Linked DNA regions of Gossypium hirsutum: region 2 is linked to region 1. The links are chromatin contacts, called in public Hi-C maps. All regions are on one chromosome and are shown on one strand. The core of a region is the stretch at or near the end of the contact, and the rest is flanking DNA. Distances in the headings are between cores, read along the strand shown.

Region 1 (5,522 bases), core at 1,144-3,643:
GATTTCTTGAAAGAGAATAAACAACTATTGGGCTCTAAAGAAGTCTCCAATTAGATCTGACACAAAATAACAAAAACAATTTAGTAGAATAAAGATTTAAGCCAAAAGAAAACTATTCTGTAACAAAAGAGTTCAAACAACAAGAAAAGCAAAGAACTATTTTTAGGATGTTTCTTGATGAGATAAGATAAGAGAATGTCCCTTTTGATGGAAACAAGACTTGGAATTAAGTAAATTCAAATATTAGCTTCAAAATAAAAAGAACATAACGGGAGAAAAATAGAAAAGAAAGAAAAAAGATGGAAAATATTAAAGTAGTGTGTAGAAAGTCTTAAGAGCTTTGGAAATAAGATGAATCCAGAACCCCTTTCAAACAACTCCAATTTTCCCTCAAAGAAAGACTTTTTGGCAAGAAAAAGCTTGAAGATGATTCCTACAATCTAAAAATATAGTTAAAACTCTTCTAAAAGAAAACTCAAGAGAAATTCTTCAAAAGAATACTCAGAAAGAAATTTAATAACTCAAAAGAGAATAATCAATGAATGAATAAAGGGGCACCGCAATGCCCAAAATGAGTATTCAAATAAAGTAGATAATATATATTAATTATGAATCTTCTTATATTTTTAAATGTTTTGAATGAATTAAAGATTCAATTTTAACATGATTTGGCGATTACAACTTTGATTTGACAGTTTCTCAACATTAGGGGGAGGTAAATAATAGTTGGATGAAATAAATTACTTAGAACGAATTATCATTATCTAGATCCTCATAGAAAGTAATTTGAACCAGAAGTTCAAAAAGATAATTCACTTTATTACAAGTTATTTGTTAGATGTATTTACTGGCCTGATAAGAAAACCAAGTGTTATATACTAGCTAAAGTTTTGATTTGAATTCAAGTCCCAATAGAATAACTTGTTAGAATAAATGAAAGTAATGCATATCTAACGCATGGTAGTTCAATTGGTTCCAAAGATGAAAATTATTGTAAAAGAAAATAATAAATCTAAATGTTCATATAGTGGAGGCGGTGCTTCAAAATAGACCTAAGACATAAGTAATTTAAAACTCCCAAAGAGATTCATGTACTTGAAGATGGAAATAATGAAAATAAGAAGATCTTGTTAAGTTATGCCAATATAAGAAAATTTGGAACCTTGAAATATGAAAAATTGTTGACAATGATTTTGTCTGCAATGATATTATAATTGAGAGAATCAACTAAATGAGGATTTTGAATAAATCTATCGAGAAATATAGACATGGAAAAGCTTGACCAAAATAAAAATGGGTTACAAATTATGAAAAGATACAATATTCTTTTATGGTTGATGCAATAACCTTTAGATATATTATTAAGTCTAATAGTTTATGAAATATTTGACATGGGTCTTATGATTATTGTTATAACCTTTTATACGAATCAATACAATGAAGTTTATATTTAAATCTTTGAAGGATTTAGAATGCTAGAAACATATAACAATTCCTAGGAAATTATTCAATATGTTTGCATCAATTTTATATGAGTTGAAATGATTTAAATATATGTGGTAAACTTGACTTAATGTATAATAGTTGAAAGAAGATTATAAAATGATCCAAGATATACATGTATAGAAGGATCATGATCAAAGTTTGCTATGATTATTGTTGGGACTCCTGAATAGATTAAAATATGTCTCAAAAAGTCTTCCTCACTTATGACTTCCAAAAGAATAATAATATAAATGTTTAGTAAATTAGTTCAAGTGATCATTTGAAAAGTTAATATTCAAGATGAAATACATAAAATATGAGATATAATGTGATGTAGCCATGAGGGGAGTAAATACACATTGTACTCCTTTTTCAAGGTTTTGTCCCACTAGATTTTTCTGATAAAATTTTTAATGAAGTAACATGTTATGTGCACCAGAAGTAAATATACTTTTTTTCCCTCACTAATTTTTTTCAAAAGGTATGGACATGAGTGTTATGAATATTTTATTATTAAATAAATATCCATTAAAATCAAGATAAATTTGATGTAGTTAAGACTAATGTTTATTATAAGTAGAGTTTTATATTATATATACTTCTTATATTTATAAATATAAACTTAAACATCTTTGTATCCACATATATAAAGATGGCATGGTCTTTTAACTTCCTTTTTGCTCGCTAATGCTTTCTTAGAATCAATTTAACATTACTTTTAAAAAATACTTTTAGGACAAAAAATACTTTTAAGATAAAAATATTACTAAATAAAATATTTTTTTGTTTCAAAACTATTTCTTGAAAACAATGCTAAATTAATCTTATTATTTGGTGTTAAAAAAAATCCAGTTTCAACCTAAATATATGATTATGCTCCTTTTCTGAAAAAAAAAAACTTTTGACGTTAAAAATTTGCAACGTGTTTCCCTTCAATTTCGGTCCAAATAGTAGTGATGGTGTGATTTTGTAGATCCATGTTTTAATTTTCGGTCCAGAATTACTAAATTTGTATTTTTGCTAAATATAATTAACTATATAAAATAAAATTAATTGCACCTTTGTTTTCTTTTCTTGATTCTCCAGTGTTCACCCCATCAAAAGCCAAAACGAATTTAACTTACTAAAGTTTCTGGATTTTATTTTCGATTTCCATTTCCTTTCTGCTTTTCCTTTCCCTCCCTAGTTTCACACATTTTCTCTCCCCTTATTTACATCTCTGCCACTCATTCTCCAACCTAATTTATCCTTCATTGATCTCACACCATCCGGGCTATTCCTGCTAGGGTTTGCTTTGTTTTGATTTCTCCCTTGATTATATATATTTAAAGAAGGAAGGAAGAAAGGAAGAAAGGAAGCAGGAATATGGAGTCGGAGGATGATTTCGATATGCACGATGCCAACGAGTCGGGGGAAGACGATTTCTACAGTGGCCGCGACGATGATGCTGGAGCCATACCTACTTACGATGATTCCGACGCCGATGACGCTGATTACGAGTTTATCGACAACGATTCTGATGATTCCGTTGATTATGTCTCTCATAGTCACCAGGTATCTGTTCCATTTTTTTCCCTTTGGGTTTCGCTTTGTTTGCTTTGATTTTTTCCTTTAGAAATTAAAACTTATGCCTTCCTTTTTCAGTATTAATTTTGTGGCTTATGTTGTAATTTGTTGATGTGAGTTAAATGCTTGTCACATGCATTATTATTTCGTACAAATTTGAACCTTTTCTAATTCCAATTAAATTGTTTTTTTTTTCTGCGTGATTATTGAATTGCTCTTGCCTTTTTTTTTTAACAAATTATATTATCTTTAGGAGGTAATGCTTGCGAACATTGACTACCTTAATATGCTTGATTTTCATTTTTCTTTTTTTTTTCTCCGTAAAATTTTGAGATTACACACAAGATTTTGAAGCTTTTTGGTTCCTAAAGTCGGAAAAAATTGATCTTACCCGTAAAAAGATTTATTTATTCGAAGCTTTTTCTAGATACTGAACCATTGGATTATGTGCAGTGCTAAGGTTGGTACTGAACAGAATGGATGAAAAGGAAATTAAATTAAATAGCACAATAAAATGATTCCATGACCTGTCGGTTCACTAAAACTTACCAACTTTTCCATTTCTTTCTGTTTTCACAAACCTTTTGATTTTTGTTTTTCCCAAGAATCTTCAACTTTAGTTTCTTTAGGTGTTGAATAAACATATCAAAGTTCTAAGTCAAAATCGTGCTGCCAAACTCTAGACCAAAATGATTTTACTTTTGGAAAGAACTTTGTGGCATATTCATTGCTACTGAAAAAAGGGACCTTATTTGTTTTTCCTTCCACAATTCATTACACCTTAGGTAATGTTTACACTTTACAATTTAGTGTTGTACATAATGAAAAAGTGCAACCATACTGGGTTCCATTTCGTAAAGGTTATTTTATTGATACAATTTGAAATCCAGCTTGGTGCTGCTCATTACCTGCTTTGTTTGTTAAACTAGTAAATTCTCTGATGAAATTAGAGATGAATACTCTAATGTATTGAGGAAAAACTCACTCAAAAGTATGTATTTGTTAGAAATATGTACAGTTCTACATACATGAAGATTGAATATACTAATTAATGCTATCAAATAATCAAAAGATTCTCAACACTCTCACTCAAGTTGGGGCATAGATGTTTCGCATGCCCAACTTGTAAAGAAGATTATGATATAAGTCTTACAGTTGATCCCTGTAGTAAAAACATCTACCGATTGTTTTTCGGATGCTAGATAAGATAGACTTAAGGCACCACTGACTATTTTTTCCTTGATAAAATGACGATCTATTTCGATGCGCTTGGTTCTATCGTGTTGCACTAGATTTTGAGCTATGCTGATGGCTGCTTTGTTGTCACAGTACAAGGTTGATCCATTTTCGTTCAACAATTTTAGCTCTTCCAATACCTGTTGTAGCCATAAAATCTCACAAACACCTTGAGCCATGGCCCTCTATTCAGCCTTTGCACTTGATCGAGCCACAACACTTTGTTTATTGCTCCTCCAAGTGACTAAGTTTTCTCCCACAAGAGTAAAATAACCTGTTGTAGACCTTCTATCATCAAGAGAGCCAGCCCAATTTGCATCTGTAAATACTTCTATCTTGAGATGACTATTTTTGGAGAAGAGAATACCTTTGCCCGATGCAGACTTCAAATAGCACAAAATTCGCAATACTGCCTGCATATGAGTTTTGCAAGGATCATGCATAATTTGGCTTACCAAACTAACCGCATAGGCTATATTAGGTTAAGTATGTGCGAGATAAATTAATTGTCCAATGAGTCTTTGATATCTCCCTTTATCCACTATTTTATCAATCCCTACTTGTAACTTGTGATTATTCTCAATAAGTGATTCTGCTGGTTTGCAACTTAACATGTCAGTCTCTGTGAGAAGAACTAAGACATACTTTCTTTGGGAAACAAAGATTCACTCTTTTGATCTGACATGTAAGAAAGCATTCTTTACATCAAGCTGTTGCAAGTCTCAATCGAGATTTGTTGCACATGATAAAAGGATTCTAATCGTGTTCAATTTAGCAACTGGAGCAAATGTTTCTTAATAATCTATTTCATGTCTGAGCGAATCCTTGCACTACTAATTTGGCTTTGAGTCTTTCAATTGAACCATTAGCCTTATACTTGATTGTAGGCACTGATTTGTAGCCAACTATTTTTGCCCCTCAGAAGGATTAACCAGTTCCCACGTCTCATTTTTTGCTAAAATCCTCATTTATTCAATCATAGCCTTCTTCCATCTTGGATCAGTGATAACATCTCTCAAATCTTGTGGAATAGACATAGAGAACAAAGACAAAGCAAAAACTCTAGGATGGGGATAAGGAATCATAAGATAAAAAGTTAAGAGATAAGATGTAAAGTGCAAGTTCTAACACCTTTTCGTTGGGCTATTGGTAATTCTAAATCAGTAGCAAACTTAGGTAAAGAAAACTCACCTAATAGTGAATGGTCAATAAATGTGACAAACCATTGATTACCA
Region 2 (6,163 bases), core at 470-2,969, 230 kb after region 1:
ATGTATTACAAACAATTATTTAAACTTTGGACTCACACCTTAATTCGCAACTCGCAGCATTACGCTGTAAAGAGCCACACTTTCGCACCTTAAACGATCGTTGATTTAAAAAAAATCATTAAAACATTCATCTTACACTTATGACCAGCCTTGAAACATTCCTAAGGGTTTAGACAAGGCAATATTTCAATAACGAATTTTCAAATTCAAAAAAATGATCAATCTTACACTAAAACAACGCTTAGCGAGAGTGCGATTAGGTTCCGATTTTGCTGCTGGTCTGGGATGTTACAATCAGTACCTATGATCAATTTTATAAAAAAAAATCAGTAATTAAACTTTACTAAAAGGCCTTAGAAATATCTGGCCAAAACATCAGCTTTAAGCGAAATTAATACAATACTAGCTTTCGCTAAATTCTGCACTTACGCTACTCGTTAACTACTTTCGTGTCACCAAATGAAGGGAAACGACTTCGCCTAAAAATTATAAAAACATGATTAAAAACTGATTATATGAGTCGAGTGACAATATTTTCCTAGCTAGAAAAGGGTGGCAAAAGTGATAAAACATCAACCCCCAAAGTGGTGTTTAAGGCACACCACCATGGACGGCACAAAGAGGGGCTGCTTAGGGATTGTTTTAAATTTGAAAAAATAAAGGAAAAGGGGATGGAAACAGAGTTATATCAGTATAATAAGGACAAAAATCGACAGACACAATAGAGGTTTTAAGGAACGGGAAACACCCCCAACGGCGGTGGTTTAGAGTGCTGCCTTGGGAAATTTTTAGGGAATGTATAAGGCTAAAAGGAGGCTATTTTTTAACAACAAATTAACATAAAATTCCAGAAATAAATCAATAATAAATGGAAATAAAAGGAAGAGAAAATAAACATCACCTACACAAAGAGGAGAAGGGCGACAATGGTGATTTTTTTGTGGAAGCAATGAGGGTTGTTTTCGTGTGGTAAAAATAAAAAAATGAAGATTGGAAAATGAATGGAAAAAGGACAGCAAGAAGTTGAAGAAAATGAACAAAAAACCACCACCAGTAGAGGAGAAGTGGACAGTAAAGAGGGTGCAAAAGACTAGGGTATGGGTAACTCAAGAAAGGAGAAGAGAAAGGAAAAAAAATATATTGAGAGAGAAGGAAGATGAGGTGTTGGATGGTAGCTACAAAAGGAGAACAATGAAGAAGTACAGAAAATTTAAAAAAAAAGTATACTTAACCCTAGGGTTACTACGTTGGATAGCAATACAATAGGAGCAAGAAGAAAATTTTGTAAAAAATTCAACAATATGCAATAGAAGGGATTCAAACTCAGGTCTCAAAGACTACTGCACTCACTCCTTAATTCTCTCAAAAAATTTGGGATGTTACATAAATAATCCCCCTTAGTGTGTCTTGCACCAATAATTACAGATAATCAAATAAGCTAGATTTTGGCGAAAAGTCCTTGTTGCGAACTGCTGTTAGCGACTTGCCCTAATGAACTCAGATTTGTATTACGGTCCTTATCTATTCCTAATTTAGACCCAAGTCTGCATATTCATGTTTTACGAAAACATACTGGCAGATTCATAAAGAAGACTCCTATTGTGGGTTAAGAAAGAAAATCAGCTCATCTTAATCAAACAGACCAATCTAGTGAATCGTCGTATCCTACCTCAATAATAATAGATAACCCATCCATAGTGGTCCACTTCTAGAAACAGATAACATGTAGGCAAATTCTTAAGAGCGAATCCCCTATTTACGGAATCATACCTGTAAGATAATCCTGATGGATTATCTTATCTTGCACATATGGACTCACGTAACCAGATAACCCTCTCTTGGTGGACTTATCAAGCGGATCCCAATTTTGTGGATGCAAAGAGCCAACATACATATATATATTCTCACACAAGATTTTAACTTGCGAACTTTCCCATGATTATGCAACCTAGGCAAGTCAGGCGAATTCATAATGTGAATTGCTTTGTAGATCTCATTGGATCTGGCCATGGTCATAGACCTGCCTTCATTCAAACGTCCCATAAAGGACTTTCATACATCCGATAAAGGGGCTCTCATATACGTCCCATAAAGGGCACTCATATACTGGCACCTTTCTTCATACAATCCACTTGAACCTCCGCAAATCCTCTTTGTTAATTCGAGAAAGCATCGTACGATAAACCGAAAGATTTTAGGGCATTACAAAACACTTTCCAAATCATTTAATAGGGTTTTTTAGCAACTAAAACATGAACTTTCAATCAATTAACATCTCATCATTGAATTGAAACACAAGTAGCAGCATAATTACGTCTTTCAACGCAACAATTGCATTTTTAAGCATCCAAACACACCAATAATCATAAAGTCAACAATACATACAATTACATATCATTTAATCACTTCACATTTTCAAACGTTCTAATTACCTTACTACCAAACCTAGGCGAAGAGCAAAGGCTAGACTATATTAGTAACAAGTAAACCCTTTGTATGTAAAAATCTCGATATATTTTTGGGATAAAGGTGAATCGTAAGGCCTAATACGACCCATAAAGCACTTGATCACAATCAACTTTGTACGCCTACTTGGGTATTGAGCATTTACCTAAAAAAATGAAATTCCTTGGAATGTATAATTGCAACTCCGTAAAATGGAATCAGGTACCTTTTTTCTTACATATGGAACCATTCATATATGTGGAGATAACATATAGAATATGGATTTATTTTATAAGTATCCGTTTGTATCCATTTGATTCGATTGACTTTTGCTTGAATCAGATGATGAAAAATTATCATGTCCGGTTCCTTTGGGGGATGGATCTAAACAAATTAACCTATCCTAATAACAAAAAAACCTGACTTGAACGATCCTGTATTAAGAGCTAAATTAGCTAAAGGTATGGGTCATAATTATTATGAAAATTCAATTATATCGAGTCATAAAGATAACTAGTACTCATTCTTAGAAATATTTTAGTCTAACTTTCCAGAACAACTCAATATTTTTTATTTCTAGTACTTTGTAAACTTTCGACACTGAGAAATTTTGGGCCATTACAATAAGATTCCATAATTATAGAAGATCATCATTTTCTATGAGCCAAAGAGCAAGCAAGCCTAATGGCCTTGGTTTTTAGTACCTTTATGAGAGCAGCTTGTTGAAGAATAAATCGAGATCGGACTAGGATTGAGAATAGAAAAGAAGAATTTAGAGAGAAGAAAATTGTGAGAAGAAAAGAGACTGAAAACCAGATTCAATATTGCATGCCTTTCCTCTATTCTGCTACAAATCATATATGGAATTCAATAACCGCTACTGCGATAGACAAAACGCATCCGTTTTGACAATGTAAAACTCACCGTATCACTAAGCCCTTTAATGAAATACGGCGTTTACTTAAGTAATATTTTAACAGACTTAACAGAAATCTAAACCAAGATATTACCGTTAACGATCCATAACAATTGCTCGATCTGGAAAAGATCCTTGCCCTCAAGGATCAAATGTGGGAAACTGACACTGAAGATCCAATAATTTCTCCCACGAAGCATCCTCTGGGAAGGTAACCGCCCATTCGACCAAGACCTCCACTGCAGCTTGATTCCCTTGTTTGACCAAACGTCGATCCAACACCCGAACCGGTAACTTAAGAAGGCCGCCATCCAAACCAATTGGTGGTAAGGTAAGGAGCACTCACAGCAGAACCAATGTGTTTTTTTAACTGGGATACATGGAAGGTATGATGAATTCGAGCAGACGGTGGTAATGCCAACCTATATGCCACATGTCCTACCCGAGCTTCCATAGGAAAAGGTCTAAAATATCGAGGTGCCAACTTTTGATTCCTGAACCGGCGTAAAGAATGTTGACGATAGGGTTGTAGCTTCAAATAGACGAGATCACCCACCTTGAATTCCCGTTCAGTTTGTTTTTTATCCGCCATTTGTTTCATTCGGTCTTGAGCTCGAGTAAGATGGAATTTGAGAGCCTGTCGCATAACTTCTCTCTGCTGCAAGGTGCGATTGACTGAAGCAACTGGAGAAGCACCTGTCACATAAGGTAAATGTAATGGAGGAGGTTGTCCATAAAGGGCCTCATAGGGTGTTGTTTGTATGGCGGAATGATAGGTAGTATTGTACCACCATTCGGCCAATGAAAGCCAAGACACCCATGCTGAAGGCTTCTCCCCAACCATACATCTCAAGTACCCCTCCAAACATTTATTTAAGATTTCGGTCTGACCATCTGTTTGGGGATGGTAAGGTGTTGACCGTTTCAGCTTGGTTCCCATATGCTTGAAGAGCTCCCGCCAAAATTGACTCAAGAAAATTTTGTCCCTATCCGAGACAATGGACTCAGGGATTCCATGAAGCTTGTAGATGTTATTGAGGTACTCTTGAGCTACTGTCAGAGCAGTAAAAGAGTGAGTTAAGGGCACAAAGTGATCGTACTTGGTCAAACGGTTGATCACCACAAATATAGTTGATTTCCCTAATGAAATTGGCAATCCCTCAATAAAATCCATACAAATGTCTGACCAGGCCCGTTCGGGAATGGGAAAAGGTTGCAAGAGGCCAAAAGATGACGCGTTGTCTGCCTTACACCTTTGACAAACCACACATTCCCGCACCCATGTTTTGATGTCCTTGGACAGCCCTTTCCAATACAACAAGCCTGAGATTCGATGTCTAGTAGCATGGACCCCGGAATGACCTCCCACAGGTGTGTCATGAAAGATGCAAAAAATCTGTTTCCTGAGCGAAATATCCTTGCCGACCACCACCTTATTCTTTCTTCGCAAAAAAATTCCATGCCACGAGTATTTGGGATGCAACTGTGGCTGAGTCCGCACCTGTTCACACAATTGAGAAAGTTTCTGGTCCGTTACATACAAGCCAAGAATCTACTCCCATATCTTAGACCAGTCGGATCCCATGCTAATTTCACATTGGAATAGCTGAGAACTAGAGTCAAAGGGTTGCCTAGACAAGGCATCCGCAATAGCGTTTTGAGACCCTTTTCAATACACGATTGAATAGTCATAGCCGAGCATCTTAGCCACCCATTTCTGTTGATAAGGAGTAATGGCTTGCTGCTCAAAAAGAAATTTCAGGTGATCCGTTCTGATGACAAAATGCCCGCCCACCAAGTACGAGTGCCACTTTTTAACATCTAATAACACCGTCATCATTTCTTTGTCATAAATGGACAAAGCTTGATATTTGATACCCAACGCTTTGCTATAGTAACCTATTGGCTTACCCTTCTGTTGAAGAACCGCTCCCACGCCCTGTCCACTAGCGTCTGTCTCCACACAAAACTGGTCCTGAAAGTCGGGTAATATCAATATCGGAGCTTGACAAACTGCTGACTTGAGTTGCTCAAAGGCTACTTGTTCGAGTGCAGTCCATTGCCATGAAGCTCCCTGTCTTAACAGCAAGGTAAGTGGCTTAGCTATTAACCCATAGCCTCGAATGAACCTCCGATAATATCCTGATAAGCCAAGGAAACCCCTCAATTCCTTAACCGACCGTGGAGAGGGCCAATCCAAAACACTTGCGATCTTAGCTCGGTCCATACTCACAGTGCCCCGAGATATGACATGTCCCAAGTATTCTACCTGAGTGGCTCCAAAAGTACACTTGGATTTCTTAGCAAAAAGCTGGTTCGTTCACAAAACTTGAAGAACTTCATGTAAATGTCGCAAATGATCCGACCACCCTTGCGAATACACAAAGATGTCATCAAAGAACACCAACACCGATCTCCTCAACATAGTTTGAAAGACCAAATTCATCAAAGACTGGAAACTGGAGGGTGCATTGGTTAAGCCAAATGGCCTTACCAAAAATTCGTAATGACCCTCATGCGTTTTAAAGGCTATTTTGAAGCATCTTGTTCACACATTCGGATTTGATGATACCCTGAGCGTGAATCCAGCTTAGAAAAATAGTTAGCTTGTCCCAATTCATCCAGCAATTCTTCAATAATCAGAATTAGAAATCTATCCTTGATAGTCAATTGATTAAGCTGCCTATAGTCTACACAGAGACGCCAGCTCCCATCCTTCTTCTTAACCATGACCACGGGAGAAGCAAAAGGACTGTTGTTGTCCCGAATAATCCCAGCCTGTAACATTTCTTAAATAAGTTT

What was found. Hi-C and Micro-C count contacts between places; a contact is called where the count stands out from the background.
Region 2: a Hi-C map of leaf shows a contact between it and region 1, with 1.7 times the contacts expected there. The contact joins the enhancer-like site here to the promoter of LOC107920360 in region 1. A contact is called at or near these places in 10 of 34 Hi-C or Micro-C datasets (anther, callus, hypocotyl and 2 more).

The regions. Positions count from the first base shown.
Region 1 is chrD13:31,555,063-31,560,584 of Gossypium_hirsutum_v2.1, forward strand. LOC107920360 (probable E3 ubiquitin-protein ligase ARI8) reads left to right here and starts at 2,394. Exons shown (of 15, transcript XM_016850039.2): 1 at 2,394-3,039. The coding sequence starts at 2,851.
Region 2 is chrD13:31,787,397-31,793,559 of Gossypium_hirsutum_v2.1, forward strand. No RefSeq gene overlaps it. Among protein-coding and RNA genes, the nearest start is that of LOC107919910, 22 kb to the right of the region's middle. Within about 2 kb of position 1,720, at least 7 of the 9 cell types and tissues checked have an H3K27ac peak or open chromatin away from gene starts, as enhancers often do. A contact at or near this core is called in leaf, where this site is marked.